2 separate regions of the Mus musculus genome follow, and region 1 is linked to region 2. A link is a contact called in public Hi-C data. All regions are on one chromosome and are shown on one strand. Each heading gives the region's core, a stretch centred on a gene start, on an enhancer-like site or on the middle of the called end of the contact. The rest is flanking DNA. Distances are from core to core; before and after follow the strand shown.

Region 1 (5,935 bases), core at 3,084-5,583, 180 kb before region 2:
GAGACACCGGCAAAAGCCGGGCATACGGTCATAAGTGCCCGTGTGTGCCTGTGAGCCTGGGGCGGCAGGAGGGGGTTGGGAGCTGAGCTGCTTGCCTGCCTTCCAGTCCCCACGAACCTTCAACCAGCCCTTCTATTAAGGCCTTGGGACCTACAGATTAACACACACACACACCCTCCACTGGCCTGACCCCAGACTCCTGTCCATGTAAACATTCCTCTGACTTTCTTCCCTAAAATATAAACGCCATGGCCAGGCCTCAATGGAAGGAAGCCATCCGTCCCCGGCCCTGTCACTGCCCCTTTCATCTCCTTCCCGCCACCAGCCTGCCCGCTGCTCTATTTACACTGGACATTTCCTCTGGGAACAATACTGCCCAGGAGGCAAGCTTGGGCTGGAGGGTGGGAAGCACCGGGGGGCTCCCGTTCTGTTCTGCTTGTCCCAAGACAGGCAGACTCAGGGGTGGTGGTGAAGGTAGGAAGAGGAGAGGGTAGCTGAGGAGGACCTGGAAGAGTGTATTCCATTCCTGGGAACCTGTTTCTGACCCCAGCGGCTCTGCATCAGCAGAATAAACACTAGGAAGTGCGCTGTATAGGTTAGAGTCCTGGGTCAGAGTCCTGAGCACATGGCCTGGCTCTGCCCACGGTGAGCTCCAAGCCTGGTCCTGGAGAAGCACTGCAGAAGTGCAAGGTCGGGGTCTGTCTGTGCCAGCAGGGTCTGGGAAGCGAGGACTGGAAAGGGTGCTGAGTCCTGAGACGGGCAACAGGCGGGCGTGATGTCACCTCTCAAACAAGACGCTAAAACAGGGAAAGCCCGTCTGACCCAGGAAAGTGGGAGGCAAGGACAGACAGGAGGCTTGAGGCTGCCCCTTCCGGCCTTCTCTTCAGCCACCTCTTAGCTCCCTGGGTCCTAATTCTCCTTATGAGCCTTGGAACTCAATCAGCCCCCAGCGGGCCATCCAAGTGAAAAGCACAAGTGAAAAGAGAGGCAAGACTGCCCATGGGTTCCAGCAGGGACTCACTGAAGATTCCTAAGGACGGCTGAGCAGGCACCATGATAATCCCATTTGTCAGAGAAGGAAGCCGATCCCAGAGCTGTAGACCTCCCAGAGCATGAAGACACTCTACCGAGAGCCACTGAGGCTGGGCTTGAAACATCCCCGGCTTCCCGACAGGAGTGTCTCTCGTCCCCTGTCCCATTTCCTCTTCAACCTCACTTCCTGTCCCCATAACTCGGAGCCTCCTAAAGTGTTAACCGCGATGGATAAAATGGTGCAGCAGATTGCTACAATAAATAATTTACTGATATTTATAAATATTCAAATCAGCCAGCTTCAGAAATCGAATGAAGGGAGTGCCTCGGGAGAAGGGCCCGATATGGCATGAATCTCTCCACTCCCTCTGAAGGCTGGGAAGGCCAGAGCTCCTGCCAGCTTGGGTGAGAAAGGGGGGCTCAGAGGGCTGTACCTGGGCCCATGTCCCCTAACCTCCCTGACCATGAAGACAAGACCAGGGGGAGCTGGAGGCGCTGCTGGCTCCTCACCTGGCCCACCCAGACCCCCTCTCTCAGACAAGCACAATAGGAAAGTCTTGATGCCCACCGACTTATAGCCCTGGTCTCGGAGTTGCTGATCCTGTCGGAGTGGGGGCAGTCCCATGGGGCTGGGCAGGCCTGGCAGCCCCCTACCTCTGCCCCCATGAGTAACGTATTTCGTGGCCAGGCTGCCTGTCAGCCACCGGGCTCCCGTGCTTTATGGTCTCTGCTTGGTGGCTCTGAACTCCCTGGTAGGAAATAAAGTTCTCCCTGCGCGTCCCTTCTAAACATTTCACTCAGTGGAAACGGTGTTTAAGAAAAATGAGGACATATTTCTTCCTAAGGATGCAGTATCCCCTTTGGGCGGCCTAATGCCTGCTGTATATCAGGAGGTGGGGAGGCGGGGGCCAGCAGCCAGTCCCCTGGGGTGGGGGCGCATGGGGCCTTGCCTGCCTTTGGCCAAAAGCTCCGGGGCCATGGGCACTGCTGGGTGGCTCCGGTGACTTTCCTAGCCCACAGTGTCACATAGCCAGTGACACCCTACAGGGCCTCGGCTATGCAGGAGAATATGCCTGGGCACATACCTTGGTAGTTCCCTTGGCTATTCCCTCCTATCCCACTCTGTCACTTGTGCTGTCCCCACTTCCAGATGAGCAGAAGCAATGAGCCTGTAATTGCTTTCTGTCACCCAGTCAGCACTAGAGCACAACTCCCACCAGGCTCAGATGTCCAAGGCCACAGAGGCTTAAGCCCCACACACACGCCTCCCACGGCCTTCCAACCAGCTGTCCCAGGGGCCTCGGAGGTGGTGTGCTGTTGGGGTTTCTGCCTTGGCTACCCACGAGAAGCTTATACTTCACAGACTACAAGCCCCGATTTGGTAGCCGTGTGCCTTTGTCTCCGGGCCAGCACCTGGGTTGGAACAGGAGGCTGTGCTGTGAAAATAAGGCAGGCTGTTGACTTCCTGCATTAGCCTGGCTCCTACACAGTGGCTTGCTCGCTACAGATGTTGGAACAAATCTCCAAAGTAATTACAAGAGCCATCACTGTGGCAAAAAACACAGCTGTAACATGAAAGCATGTAGGCGAGGAAGGGGTGCTGGACAGGAACCCCCTCGTTTCCTCCCTCTCCCACTTCACTGCTCAGCCTATCTCCATACGAAGAGTCCCCTTCTCTAGCTCTCCTGGCCAGGAACTGTACCCTAAAAGAGGGACATCCCTTCTTGGGCCTGATTCCAACCTTGGCTGGGAGCACAAGGGCTTCAGAAGAAGGAAGGCATAGTTGCGGCTACCCTAGGGTTCTTGGCTCCCCTAGGGTTCTTGGCTCTTAACAGATCCACACCAGGGCGTGGGCGGGGCTTGGTCACCGGGCCCTAGCTTGCCCCCCTTTGTTTATTTATTTATTATGTTTTTTTTTCTTTTAGTTCAGTTAAAAGGTTTACTATCCAGACGCGTCTAAGTGGCCTCACTTAGCGTAAGTAACTCTATAAATCAGGGGAACTGTTAGCATCCACCGCACAGGCTGGCTATCAATCTCCCCCAGGTCACAGCCAAACAGGAAGGGGGAGAAAAAAGAGAGTTACCACCCAGGGGAGATTTAAAACACAAACTGAGCAAACACACACTTGTGCCTGCCTACTTGTGTTTGTATGCATGGCTGCGCGCGCGTGCACACACACACACACACACACACACACACTCACACACACACACGTTCACATGTATATGTGTGCAGGTCTCTATGGTTGTGTATTTACATTATGTGCACGTGTGAGTCCACAGAGTGGCCCAGGCTTTGAGATCATGGTAATAGAACACAACATAGTTCCTGATGCCAGGGGGAGGCAGCATGAAAAAGAGATGCCAGGCCTTCCCAGGGATGGTTTCTTAATTCCTGAACTACCCTGCTGCAAGCAGGTGGCTCCGGAAGACCATAGAAAGGATCTAAGTGGTCCCTTTCCTCTCTGAGGCCCTTGGGTCTTCAAACACGATGAAACTGAGCTCAAGGCAGGTACTCGTAAGAGGGGGGTGGGGGGCACAGAGCCAAAGAGAAGCTACGTGGTCCTCAGGTGCTCGTCTGGGTCCTCACCCACTGAGTCCCAGCACCGGGCTCCAGAAGGAAAGAGTCACCTAAATGAATGGTGCCGGGCAGAGTCAGAAGAATATGAGGCTCAGCAGAGCGACCTTCTGGTAGCAGCTTCAGCAAAGCCCCACCCGTTTACTGAGTAGGCACAGTTGTGGGGTCCAAAGCCTGGCCATAGATAGGCTGCCATCCGTCCTCAGGGAGGCCCCAGACAACACTAGCTGAGCCATACCGGGAACCAGAGCAGGGTGGCAGCTCTGAGTACCCTCTATAGTTGGGAGACAGACAGCGGGTCAGGCATCCTAAGGGGCAGACCTGCTGGCCCCGCCTCCCCTCCCCGCAGATCGCAACGGAGGCCTCCCTGGCTCACCCGCCTGCCTCCTGCCCGCTGCATCTCTCCATGAACTCTATTTCTCTTTCCTCTCTGAAAACAACTGAGCTGTAAATACTGTTTAACCTTCTCCCCCCCCTCCCCACCACCACCCCCTCCCCTCTGCACTATAAAAACACAAATATGCCATAACTCAGCCGGCCTGGCCGCCCAGCCTCCAACATGCCCTGCGCCCGGGCTCTCTGGAAGGTCATTACAAACGACTTTCCGATTCACTGCTCCTGAAATAATTTTGTGTATTAAAACCTGAATCTGCACTTTCTGGGGCCGAAAGCTTCGCTTAATTATGGCGGGTGTCCTTGGGACGGACAGTGATCCTTCACTCGCCCGCACTCCAGCCCTCCGCCCGCCAGCCCGCCCCCCTCCCCGGGCCCAATCTGTTTTCAAAGTGTGTCTGTCCTTTATTAAATTGTTTTCTTTTCCACATTATCAGTTGCCATGGAGACCTCATCTCTCGGATTATTTGAATTTCATTATATCTATTGATTTGGGAGCATTTCATCTTTTTTATTGTTTTTCTGTCAATTTTCAAAACGAATAACCATCTAATTTGCGTCAGTGCTGATTATGTTTGTCCCTCAATAGAGGTCGGCAGCTGCGCTGGGGAAACAAATCAATGAAAAACCATCATAAAACTCCCCACTCCGGTCTCCAGGATGTGTGGGTGACATTCCACGCCTGCGAGAGACACACTCATCAGCTCCAACTTCAGCGACGGTGGCGGTGGCGGCGGCCCCACTCCACGTCCGCCTCCTTTGGCCTTAATATTTAATTTCGAGATTTGGGGCATTATTAGTGGTGTTTTTATTAGCGCGTGTGCATGTGAGTGTTTGGTGGTGGTGGGCCGGCTGTTTCATTAATTTGTGGTGGGGCAGGGAAGCCCCTAAGGAAGGCAGGGCAGACTCTGTCTGGGGTGTGGCGGGAAGTGGAGAAAAGAAGGGAACACCCCAAGGAGGGGACAGGAGCCTGGGGACCAGGAAGGCCCTGAGGAGGGACTGGGGAAGGGGGGACCGAGTGAAGGGGTGGAAAGGAGGGAATTCAAATTGCTTACTTTGTTGGTTTTTTTTAAATAATTTATGCAATTTTAAGCATTTATGTATAAATTTTTTAATAAGCCACCCTGGAGCAGGATGGCCATTAACATCCCAACGTCCTTCTGTCCAATGGGCTGGCAGAGAGGATCAATTTCTGAGAGTACTTTCCCTTTTTTATGACATGATAAAATGCTTTTAAAGCAACTTACACAAATATGGAAATTTTTTTCTTTTTTTTTTTTTCGTCCCCTCTCCCTTCCCCTAACAGCCCTTCTTATTCACCGGGGAAGGAGGGGCTGTTCTTGTGACTGTGTGCAAACACACACACACACACATACCACCTTTCTCTATGTGTCTGTCTGTCTGTCTGTCTGTCTGTCTCTGTCTCTCTATCTCTCTCTGTCTCTTTCTCTCTCCCCTGTTGGGGAGGGGGCTGAGGGGACTGGCAGGGAGACAACCCCAGTTCTAACTGGAACTGGCCGCCTGTCCTTCTAACAAGGGCATAAACTTTCATTACCCATGCACGCAGTCAAAGACAATTTAGGGAAACGCGCTGCTCGGAAAAGGAAAACCTCAGCGATTCGTGGTCCACAGTGCGGCCGCCATCTGGGGGCTGTCCAGTTAGCCTGAGGGCATCAGGACCTGAACCTCTGACTCTGCCCTGCCTGGCAGGAGGTAGGGAGCATGGGAGAGCCAGTTCCTCCCCTCAGCCCCCAAGTGCACCCCCCCCCCCGTGCCTTCCGTGAGAGAGGCATTTGGAGCTAGACCAGTGAGCCAGTGTGCAGACTCCTCCTCAGCTGGACTGGACCCTGCCAGTCTTGCCTCCCTTATTGTTCCCTTTCCCAGAAGCCCCTTCATCAACACCAGTCAGTAGCAGGTCCTTGACCGTGAGCA
Region 2 (5,902 bases), core at 2,788-5,287:
TGGCCCTTCCTGTAATGTCCTATTCCAGGTACTGTACTCCTTACTGCTCGCCTGACCCCTCGGGCTCAGGTTTCTGGTTCTTTCAGCGAGTGGAGTGGCTTGTTCTGGTTTGCATTTGCGGCACTCCGGATCCATTGACCCTCCCCTATCTGGGAGCCCACCTTTTGTGCAGATCCATGAGAACCGTGGGTGTCTCATCTGTACATCCACTGGCCCCTTAGCGGGGTTTTGTCTTTTTTTTTCCTCCCGGAGGGTATGGAAGACAGAGAGCCCCGCAGGGTGGGAGGGAAGGCTGCTGGCTTTTTCCTTGTCATTGGCCATTTGCTGCCTGCTTCACCAGGCGTGTTTGGAGCGTGTTTGCATAAAGTGGACGCAGGCTGCAATTCCGTGATGAATTCTATGAATACTAATCTGCTACTACCCTTGACCTCGGGGTCACCGAAAGATCAAAACCAAACCATTTAATATTTTCCTTTTGCAGATCAATAGAAGCATAAATTCCCCCTCAATGACAAGTATAATTTCAAACAGATCTATAGGAGGCATGCACGCATTTCAGCCGGGGATGCTTGCTGGCTGCCTGTCTTGCCTTTTGGGGAGCAAGCAAGGAGTCCCGTTCTTCTTTTCCCATTGAGTTTTGTTTTGCCTTTTTTTTTTTTTTAATGGCTCTGAAATGCTATTTCCAGCAGCTGCTGTCATATAAATATCTCTTGTTTTTCTTCTCCTCTTTCCCTCCTGGTGAAAAGGGCAGGGGACCTATTGAAAATTCCGCTTTATCTCTTTCAGCCGGGTTCAAGTACAGGTCGAATAATCGATCCCCTCTCCTTTTCTTTTTTTGAGTTTCCTGTCGTTCTTTTTGGCCAGATCAGCAGCAGAGGGGAAATTGGGAGGGTGGCTCGCTTTCTGTAGTCAGTCCTACGGTCTCCCTATGGCTGCGTTTGCGGTTACGTGCTGGTGCGTGTGAGCTGCCGTGTCTGTGTGTGTGTGTGTGTGTGTGTGTGTGTGTGTGTGTGTGTGTGCTGCCTTATGCACCTGACAACATGCATTCTTTCCAGCCGGATCTCTCACCCAGAACTCAAGGGAGGAAGACTCAAAAAAAATAAAAAGAAATAAAAAATCTGCAAAAGATAACAAGTTAGGAGTGAAATGGGCACTGTTAACATTCGCAAAGCTCCCGGACACAGCCTGTGTGGCTAAGACTGGGGAGAGTCTTCCAAGGAACACATTGTCCCCAAAGATGCTGGACTATATATATTAAATTACATATTTAAAAAATTATGTGTGTGCACACTTGGGTGACATCACATGCCTGTGACCATAGGGCAACTTTACGAAGTCAGTTCTTTCCCTCAACCTTCATGTGGGTTCTGGGGAATCGAACTCACACTGTCAGGCTTGTGTGGCCAGCACTTTATCTGCTGAGAGACATCTTGCTGGTCCCCATTAATTATTTTTTAATACAACTTGAAAAAAGGAAAAAAAAATAGGAGAAGACCCTGGGAGTGAAAAAAAAGAAAGAAAGACAAGAGGAGGCGGGGGTGGGGGGAGCGAAAGAAAAGAGAGATGGAACCGTTAATCTGCCTAGATTTTCCACTTCACAGAGTAATCAGTTTGGAAGTGACTGAAATAAAGTGGAGTGTTCTCCAACCTCCTCCCTCCACTCCACATTTCTTATTTACAGAAAAACCAGGAGCTGGAAGCAATCCCCCTGCCCCACAGATTGCCCCCATGTCCGCTTCTGAAGGGACCAAGAACCACAGACCTCCTCTTCAGAGGCCTGCTGCCTGGACACCCGTGTGGCATCCGCCCTGAGCTGGAGGTGCAAAGCCAAGATGATTTAATTTATAGAAAGGACAAAGATGTCGTGTAGCAGATTTAATCATCGGAGAGTTTAAAAAAAAAATAAGGACTGGGCTAATGTCGTAATTTACATTTCAGGATAATAAAGAGGGAAAGGCAGAAAAGGAAGAGACCCATAGCCTGCTAAAGGGGATGGAGAGGGGAGGCTGGCCAGGGGGTTCTGCGAGCCCAATAGATTTGCCTGGAACACCAATAAATTTTAAAACAAACCCAGAAAGCTAAAGACAGCCCCTGGAAAGTGCTGGAAAATGAACCATCGATTTTAGACTTCATCTGCATTTTGTATTTTAATAATGCTCTCTCTGTCTTTCCTTTTCTCCCTCTCTCCCTCTCTCCCTCTCTCTCTCTCCCTCTCTCTCTCTCTCTCTCTCTTTTGCAAAATATAAAAGCTGCTCTGATAAATATTAATTTGAACCATCATAATGTATTTGAAAATTCCAGCTAAAATGTCACCACATGGAACATTAATGTAATATTTCAAGGCCCTGAGAGCAATACTCATATTGATTGCATTTATTTCACTCTAGGGAGGAGAGATAATTCTTCAATGTGGGACACATCTGGGAGCCAAGGAGGCAGAGGCTGAGGGGAGAAACGCGAAATTATATATGGTCATAAAAAATACAAAACAGAAAATCCTCCTCAAACTCTCCTCTTCAGCCTAGCCCCACCCCAAACTTGCCATTTACATCCCCCAGCATGCCCCGGGGCAGTGCAAGGACTGCTACCCGTGAGCCTTTGGGGCAGAGGTCGCAGGACAAAAGCTGAGCGACCTCTGCTCAGGTGCCACCATCACATAGGCCCTGCCTCCAGGAGGCCAGCGGCATCTCAAGGGGTCTGGAGGGACAGAGGAGTCAGAGTCTAGCTGGGGTCTGAAGCTGCAGGGTGTGAGTTAGCGTGTGTACAGTTGCTGTGGGGACTGGGGAAGGAGAAAGAAAGGAGTCAGAGGAGAGGAGAGGAGAGGAGAGGAGAGGAGAGGAGAGGAGAGGAGAGGAGAGGAGAGGAGAGGAGAGGAGAGGAGAGGAGAGGAGAGGAGAGGAGAGGAGAGGAGAGGAGAGGAGAGGAGAGGAGAGGAGAGGAGAGGAGAGGAGAGGAGAGGAGAGGAGAGAGAAGGCAAGCAAGACATCAGGACTAGACAGAGGGCCAAAAGAGAAAGGAGAGGAAGGACAGACAGGAGACAGAGGGGGACAGATAGGAGAGAGAAGGCACAGAAGAGGAAGAAGATGGGCCCAGAGGGGAGAGCAGGGGAGGGGGAGGCGGAGTGGGGGCACCGGTCTGGAGTCCCAGCTCCTTTCCCTGTCATTAAGGGTATTGACGTGCTCAGGCGTCAACGAGTCTTTGTACAAGTGAAAGGAAACCTGATGCTGCTGGTGACCCTGAGCCCACGCCCTCCGTGTCTCCCTCCCAACTCCTCTCCTGGAGCAGAGTAAGAGGTGGGAGCTTTGAGAGCTGAGATGACTCGGGCTCCTGCCATCCCGGGTTGATCCCAGAGGGTGGCTAGGCAGGGACCCCATAGTTTGGATTCGTGCCCCCATCCAGGTCTCATCAAAACCCTCCTGACTTCTTGGGTGACTGAGGGTGAGAGGAGCTGATTTCCGTGAGGCCTTGAGGGAGACAGGGAGAAAGGCCAGAGGTTGGAATGTTCAAAGTCAGGTTCATCTTTGCACACTGTCACCGCCTCTCAGAAGCTCTCTCCCGGTCCACCATGCCCGTGGCGCTCGCTTATACAGTGCACGCTTACCTGGGACTATCTGAATTATCTGCTTGCTTTTAAATGTGTCTCCCTGACCACTTGGAGATGAAGTTTTGAAAGGACAGGGACCAGGCCTACCTTATTCACCATCGCGTCCCCTACACCTCGCCCGCCCCGGCCAGATGTTCCCTAGTGCTGGCTGACTTGATGGAAGGAAAAGAGGATGCCTGGACGTACAGACGGATGCTGCAGGCTCTGCCCTCACCCTGAACCAGCCCCTCCTCGCCCCCATCCGGGACCGCTCCCCGCCCGCGCCCGCGCCCCCGCCGCCGCCTGAGGCTGCGCCCCCCGCCTCCCCGCAGCCGTCATTCGCGAAGCTGCCACAATATTGTGAAGGCTCCGCGCTCCCGCTCCTCCGCGCAGCCCGCAGCCCGCGCGGGGGAAGGCGAGCGACGCGGGCTGCCGATGAATAATGCATGACTAAGGCGCCCCCTACCGGCGGTCGCGGGCAGCGCGCGACCCGGCCCAAACGGGCCCCCACGCAGCAGATCCTGCAGCCCGGAAACTTCGCGCCCCACGCACACCCTCCTCGCTCCAGAAACCCCAAGACTGATCAGGAAGCGAGGCTACCAGAATCGGGGAACATGCCAAGCGTGAGATCCATGTGTGCGGTGGGGCAGAATGGGGAAGCCTGGCACCTCCAGGGCCTCTGAACCTGGGCTTGGGCTAAGCCTGCAGTGCAGCCTCCAGGAAGGGCAAGCCTGGACAACGCAGGGTCTTAATTCAAAGGAGTGCAAGCAGTTTCACAAGTACTTCCAAGTTGCTGTGGAATATTTATAAGTCTGAGGTGTGGGGGAGGGGTGGAGCACAGTACAATAATATATAGGCATGAAAATGTCATAATGAAATCCAATCCTTTGAAGAGTAAAAAATACAAAGGTTTTTTGTTGTTGTTGTTGTTGTTGTTGTTAAGAAGATGCAGCTGGGTGTGCATTTGGAGGCAGAGAAGGAGGATCTCATGAATTCGAGGTCTACCTGGTCTACATCGTTGAAACCCTACCTCTCCTTGCAAAGGGGATGGGGAGATGCTCTGAAGAGATAGGTGGCTCAGGGTTAAGAACACTCGCTGCTCTTACAGAGGACCTGGGTTAGACTCACAGCACCCACAGCTCATAACCATTTGTAACTGCAGTTCCAGAGATCCTATGCCCTCTTCTGGCCTCCTCAGGCATCAGGCATCCACGTGACATACACACTAATACGCAGGCAAAACACTCATATACATACAATAAAAATAAATAAATAAAAATCACCCTTTGGAGGATGATGATCAAGAGAAAGTCCCTTTCCCCTAGCATATGTTGCAACATGCCTGTTATCCCTAGGACCCCTGGTGTGGTCACTTGCTCTCTGGGCTGGCCACCATCTCCTAACAGGAAGGTACTTAAGGAAGCCAAGTGCCCATGTGTCCCTTACAGCCGCCCTCACATCCCTGTGGCCTTTCTTTTTTTTTTTAAAGATTTTATTTATTTATTTATTTATTTATTTATTATATTTAAGTACACTGTAGCTGTCTTCAGACACCTCAGGAAGGGGCATCAGATCTCATTATGGATGTTTGTGAGCCACCATGTGGTTGCTGAGATTTGAACTCAGGACCTTTGGAAGAGCAGTCAATGCTCTTAACCACTGAGCCATTTCTCCACCACCACCACCACCACCACCCCCCACCACCCCACCCCCGCTGTGGCCTTTCTATTGACAGTTCATCTACTCCAATTACTGTCGCTTTCGCCTGATCCAAGGCCCAACCTTAGTAACCTAGAAGGAAGGGGTGACATAGTGGTTGGGAGCATGGATCTAAGTGGGTGGCTGGGTGCTATGTTGACCTGGGACACATAGTCTCAGCGACTCTGCAAATCAGAACCATAAGCAGATGAGAGACTTGAGGCACAGAAAGGCAGACTCCCCGGCTCCATACCACACTGCTCAGGTGTGAACGGAGCTTCACTCTCCCCTCAGCCTGAAGCTGGGATGAGCAGAGACACTTGGGGCAGAACAGAACTCCACTCTTCTACCCAGACAGTCTGTGTCCTAGAACCACTCGCCAAGAGGTCAGCCAGCTTGGAGCCTCTCTGCAAGCCCTTCGAGGCTGAGGGAACGTGGGTTGCAAACACTGTTGCTTTGGGGTAGGGGGTGGGGGGAGACAGCCAGACTGATGACGGCAAGTGTGCAAATGGGACCCACAGGAAACACACACAGGGTCCCAAATTACCTCTCAAGGAACGACGGCCAGCTCGATGATAACGTGTGACAACCATTTAGAAACCTTGGACTTAGAATCTTTCA

The links. Hi-C and Micro-C count contacts between places; a contact is called where the count stands out from the background.
Region 1: a contact with region 2 is called in a Hi-C map of the N1E-115 cell line, with 5 times the contacts expected there. The contact joins two enhancer-like sites. A contact is called at or near these places in 8 of 39 promoter capture datasets (the C10 cell line, cranial neural crest, embryonic stem cells and 5 more), 2 of 15 datasets of contacts at CTCF or cohesin (embryonic stem cells and large pre-B cells), 18 of 484 Hi-C or Micro-C datasets (the N1E-115 cell line, bone marrow-derived macrophages, cardiomyocytes and 8 more), 20 of 115 datasets of contacts at active chromatin or transcription factors (cardiomyocytes, craniofacial prominence, differentiating embryonic stem cells and 8 more) and 3 of 9 other capture datasets (adipose tissue, embryonic stem cells and embryonic trunk).

Annotation. Positions count from the first base shown.
Region 1 is chr4:148,920,514-148,926,448 of GRCm38.p6, reverse strand. The region is part of intron 4 of Casz1 (castor zinc finger 1); the gene reads right to left. Among named protein-coding and RNA genes, the nearest start is that of Gm15969, 5.6 kb to the right of the region's middle. Within about 2 kb of position 4,333, at least 26 of the 459 cell types and tissues checked have an H3K27ac peak or open chromatin away from gene starts, as enhancers often do. A contact at or near this core is called in the N1E-115 cell line, where this site is marked.
Region 2 is chr4:148,740,981-148,746,882 of GRCm38.p6, reverse strand. It overlaps Gm32897 (a long non-coding RNA gene), which reads left to right. Exons shown (of 3, transcript XR_390956.2): 2 at 1-28; 3 at 1,682-1,980. Among named protein-coding and RNA genes, the nearest start is that of Gm32897, 3.5 kb to the left of the region's middle. Within about 2 kb of position 4,037, at least 45 of the 459 cell types and tissues checked have an H3K27ac peak or open chromatin away from gene starts, as enhancers often do. A contact at or near this core is called in the N1E-115 cell line, where this site is marked.